2 separate regions of the Hordeum vulgare genome follow, and region 1 is linked to region 2. A link is a contact called in public Hi-C data. All regions are on one chromosome and are shown on one strand. Each heading gives the region's core, a stretch centred on a gene start, on an enhancer-like site or on the middle of the called end of the contact. The rest is flanking DNA. Distances are from core to core; before and after follow the strand shown.

Evidence for each region. A called contact is a pair of places that touch in the nucleus more often than the background predicts.
Region 1: a Hi-C map of seedling shows a contact between it and region 2, with 3 times the contacts expected there. The contact joins the promoter of LOC123410305 here to the enhancer-like site in region 2. A contact is called at or near these places in 1 of 6 Hi-C or Micro-C datasets (seedling) and 1 of 1 datasets of contacts at active chromatin or transcription factors (embryo).

Annotation. Positions count from the first base shown.
Region 1 is chr7H:171,623,280-171,625,979 of MorexV3_pseudomolecules_assembly, reverse strand. It overlaps LOC123410305 (60S ribosomal protein L31), which reads left to right and starts at 1,377. Exons shown (of 2, transcript XM_045103226.1): 1 at 1,377-1,540; 2 at 2,600-2,700. The coding sequence starts at 1,452.
Region 2 is chr7H:171,094,619-171,097,318 of MorexV3_pseudomolecules_assembly, reverse strand. It overlaps LOC123411081 (a long non-coding RNA gene), which reads left to right. Exons shown (of 8, transcript XR_006613169.1): 8 at 1-453. Among protein-coding and RNA genes, the nearest start is that of LOC123411081, 6.3 kb to the left of the region's middle. Within about 2 kb of position 1,403, at least 2 of the 3 cell types and tissues checked have open chromatin away from gene starts, as enhancers often do. A contact at or near this core is called in seedling, where this site is marked.

The sequences.
Region 1 (2,700 bases), core at 128-2,627, 530 kb before region 2:
CAAAAGAAGTTGTTGAAACATATTGCCCGATAACTTATGTGTGAATAGCATGGTAATTTAAGCGTCATAGACGAGATAAATTATGTGCAAACACCATGATAACTTTGACATCGAGAAAAAAGTTGATAAAATATAGCCGAGATAACTTTTGTGTGAATACCATAATAATTTACGCATCACAGACCTGATAACTTATGTACAAACACCCCGGTAACCTTTTACTCATAATAAAAATATAACACACTAACTACTGTGTGAATAGCATGATAATTTAGGCATCACACACCTGATAACTTATGTGCCAACACCATAGTAACCCATTTTTGATGGAAAAAAGTTGATGGAATATGCCCCCCAATAACTTCTGCATGAATAACATGGTAATTTACACGTCGCATACCTGATAACTTATGTACTCCTGGGTCTGGTAACTTTGACGGGGGAGGTGAGTTTATTGAAACATACAACGGTAAATTTTCTGTAATTAGCATGGTAATTTACACACCATATACGTGATAACTTATGTACCCCTGGCATGGTAACTTTGACCCAGAGAAAAAGTCATCAAGACATAGCCCGGTAACTTCTGCATAAATTCATGATGATTTATGCGCCACATACCTCATAACTCACATACAAATATCATGAAAACTTTTGACCTAGGGGGGAAGTTTTAAAAAAACACACATTAATTTCTATAAAATATGTCCATGACATATAAAAATTGACCCTACACTTAATTGGGCTGATTGTAGAAGTTCATGAATTTTAAAAATTTAAATTTAAATTTAAATATATATATATAAATAAATAAAAAGGAAAGGACATAAAGTAAAATACCCTATAAAATACTCCCTCCGTCCCAAAATTCTTGTCTTAACTTTATTTTAAAATGAATGTATCTAAATACTAAAATTTAACTAGATACATTTATATCTAAACAAATCTAAGACAATAATTTTGGAACGAAGGAAGTAGTAAACAAGTTTCCAATAATTTTGGGACGGAGGAAGCACAGAAAAGAAAAAAGAAAATGACAAAAACAAGTTTTAGTTCAGACGGCATTGCAGTCAAGCTCACCATCCATTCATTTTTTTTACAACTCACTATCCATCCGTTTGGAAAAGAGTGAAAGACATAGCATTTTGCGAGTGAACTAAGTCCACTAATCACGCACTTCCGCTTGTGCATCGCTTAAAACCAAGAGGGTGACCCAAAAACGAGCGCATGCGGACTTATGCTGGATTGCCACCGCGCGGCCCGCCCCCGCCACTTTGCTGGATCATGGGCTAAACCAAGGCCCATGGTCAGCGGCACGTGCGCCCTTCGGAACGCGAGAATATAAAAGCCATTCCCGTCGCTGGTAGGGTTTTCCTCTCGCGCCGCCGGAACAGAATCCACCCGGAGGGAGGAAGCCGCAGCAGCAGGTCAGCGAGGGAGGAGAAGAGGGGATGGCGGACAAGAAGGGCGGAGCGCCGAGGAAGGAGGAGGTCGTAACCAGGGAGTACACCGTCAACCTCCACAAGCGCCTCCATGGCTGGTACGCAACCTCCCAGCGCTGTTGCTTCTTGCTCACCGTTCCGTTCCCGCTGCAGGATCTGACTCGTTTGAACCACTCTCTACTGCCGTGTCCATGCCACGAACATTAATTAGTAGCGAGATTTCGATTTGCGGTGCCAAGATCTTGCTCGCTGTTCTCTCACGTCTTTGTTCGAGTAGATCGAACAATTTCGTGCTGCTGCTGTGTCATAGAGTATTATATAATGTGCCCTGTCATACTTGTCTAATTTTGTATAGACGTTAGCTGAGAGGTATATACTCACACCGCTGTGCCATCACGCTCCATATTTTTAGTTTGTAATACTGCTAGCTGTCCTGTGATCCAGTTATTATTGTGAGTTAGCTTCTCTCCACGGGTCTCGTTTATGCATCAGCTGAGAGCTTTTACATAATAATATAGCTGTGTACCATCACATTCCATTTGCAAACCACTAATGCAACTTGTTGTAATCCAATTCATGTTCGTTAGCTCGATGACAATTTACCTGTGCCTATGGTTTGCTTGCCCCACCTAAGAAGGTTGAACCACATCAGCTCAGCACAGTTGCTTGTTGGATAACATTTTCCAATGGTTTGTGTACAGTCGGTTTTAATTCTGCCTCTCGAATTGTAGGAATGGCGGTTAAACGTAGTTCATTCAGGTCATGAATAAAGCTGCTTTCTACACCTGCAAATTTTTTTTGAATAAAGCTGCTTTCTTGTTGTCTAGGTTGGTTAAATTAGGGCTACTTTGGATATCAGTGATTTGGACCAATCACTTACCATGGAAACTACTTTGATCTTAATGTGCTGCCCACCTCAGTTGGCATACCTGAATAAGCTTATCCGACTCAATCATGAACTAAATTGCTCTATTTAATTATTTCTACTTGTTATCGAACTAACCTCCTTGAGTATTCTTGGCTAACATATCATGGTACCATGTTTTAGTAGCCATATGAAACTGTTTCTACATATTTACCCCAACCGGTTCATCTGAATATTGATGTGTGTTGCAGTTAAATATGGTCCCTTCTAAGTCTTTTCTAATGTTTGACAGTACCTTCAAGAAGAAGGCACCCAATGCCATCAAAGAGCTCCGGAAGTTTGCACAGAAGGCTATGGGCACAACAGACGTCAGGATCGACGTGAAGCTCAACA
Region 2 (2,700 bases), core at 154-2,653:
GGAAAAAGAACTATTGGGGGGTCATCGGAATTGACGACGAAGCGGACCGACAGGTCCCACCACTCCACCGCTGCCAACTACACCGTCGGGATCGCCGGGGTCGGAGAAGGGGAGGAGGACGAAGCAGAGGGGGCGGGGCGTGATTAACATGGGCGGTGCAGATTGAAGCGGCGACGCGGGTGGGTGCGCAGAGCGCTGGGCCCTGCGGCGGCTGCCGGCGATGGCTGGAGCTCGTTCCTGCCGCGGGCGAAGAGGCAAGGGTGATTTGCAGGGACTATAATATCACAAGGTTTTTTTTGCAAAAACGAAAATAAACTAACCCGTGGACAACTTTTTTCGGACGGAGGGAGTATCTCTTACATGTTCACTTGGACAAAGCTTAAGTTTATAGTCATATAAAGTTCATAAATACGTTCTAAAATATTCATGAAATATTTAATTCCATTTTTGTTATACACTAGGTCAAAATAGAATTGTCCTCGATGTGTGACACATACTGTATGATTGTTATTTTTTCTTGGTCGTCTCGAACTTCACATGCCATCCTCAAATAGGCAAATCGTGGGACAACAAACATAACTGCTTATTAACTGTCATAAAGTCGAAGGTGTCTTTTTCGTTGCTCCTGGTGGCTAACTATTTGGCATAGGTCCATGCAGATTTCGTGCAAGTCCTTGCGGTGTGTGCCTCTTCGAATGGGTTTGCGATGAAGTCAAAGTCGCTGAATTGCGGAGGAGTGATGTCGATGACACTTGTAGTCCGTCTCGACGGCGCTCCTCTTCTGACGGCGTATATATCTGGTGTGGATATTCACGTTGGCTGGTGGTGCCCCTTTGTGGGCTGTATCGTTTTTTTTTCTGGTTTTCCGTAACTAACCAGCCAAACATCTTCTTTATTATTAAGAATTTGAGATGAGACAAAGTTTTTGTCTCTATTTAAAAAATATTATTTTGTAATTGTTAAACAATTTTCTATTATCTGATTTTTTTTCTTCATTTTATTGATATATTTTATTTATAGAACAAATGATAAAAAAAACATATACGTGTATTGCACGTGCAAGCTTACTAGTATATATATATATATACAAGAATTATAGCGGCTAAGCAAGGACTCCCGTCGTGCGTTTGTGAGCAGGAGTTACCGCATGTTGACACGCGTACTTGATTTCTTTTTTTTTACTCTCCTGGACGTGATATCGATGGATTGCTTCCTGCTGACGCGTGTTTCCTATTTCCACCTCTCCTTCTCTATGCATTCTTTTCTTTTTACTGGACTGGCTGCTCATGGGTCACTGTCTACCGGTTCACCGCTTTGATTGGGCTAGCGGTATGGAGCACTCACCCTCCTCCCCTCTCCCCTCCGCTGCCCCCACGGCGGCCGGAGCCCAGATCCCTCCGCCCAGCCCCTCCCACCAGTCCCCCGTCAGCCCTGCCTCGCTGCTACAGCTGCTGGCCTCCCCCCGGGCTGCCTCTCCTCTGCCTCGCCTTGCCTGGGCGCAGATGCCACTGCAGAAGAGATGTGTTCGCCGATTGGATCTGGAGGTACGATTCAATGCCGGATCCCGCCGGCCGCAGGTGTATCTTACCATTCCAAGCCCACGGCAGCGCTGCCCTCTCCCGCGAGCTGCGCCCCACCACCTCCCCGGCCCAGACTGCGCTCGCTGGTCGTGGCGCCCGAGGGCTGGACGGCGCAGTCCTCGTCCAGCGCGCCTCCGCGCCAAAGGCTCCAATCCATTATTGTGGCGCCAGGAGAGACTTCAACACGAGCTGCAACCTCTCTGCCGGCTGCCAAGAGCCTTAATGCTGCCATAGCACCAGTCGATTCCGAGCAGGATTGGAATCTGGTTCGCTCCAGGAAAGAGATGAGGAAGATGAAGGCTACCTCTTCGGGAGAGCTGCGTATGCATCCACGTGCTCCTCCTTCTGATCCTGCGGCTCTGCAGCAACACCTAGCCTTCAAGGCCCGTTTCAATGGCCGTTGTATCCGTTGCCTCTCAAAGCGCCACCGCTTGGCATCCTGCCGAGACCCAGTTCGCTGTATCCGCTGCAAAGGGACCGACCACCTTGCCCGCTCCTGCTCTGCCTCGCTCCCTCCTCTGAAACCGCCAACTGCCAGCAAGCATCTCATCCAGCCTCCGCCGCTGCAAGGAAACCACCTCGCCTGGCCGGAGCTGTGTGCGCACCCAGGACTGATGGAGTTCACCCCTGGGCTTGCTTCCCGCCGCCCGGAGCGCTCCTCCTGTGTCGTCGTGAGCACCCCGGAGATGGAGGCCGACGCCTATCATTTGCGTCGCTCGGCATTGACGGCCACTGCAGCTGACGAAAGGGTCGACTTCGCCACATCCCTCGTCGCCAAAGCGCTGGAGCAAGCACTTGACATCCCTTGGGAATCCATCCAAGTGGCTTCAGCGCACCCGGAGGACTACCTCATCCGCTTCGCTGAGCCGTACCAGCGTGACCTTGCCCTCGAGCGGGGCAATGTCCGCGTTGGTGCTGTCCGTTTGCAACTCGAGCAGTGGGATCCGACACCGGCAGGCACCATTCGCAACCTGCGCTTCTACTGCCGACTTGCCATCTCTGGGATCAAATTCCATGCTTGGAGGCTTGATGTGGTCAAGAAGCTGCTGGGAGACTCCTGCATCGTTGATCGGATGGAAAGGCAGACCGAGCGCCTTCAGAACGTGGCTGCCTTCTTCGT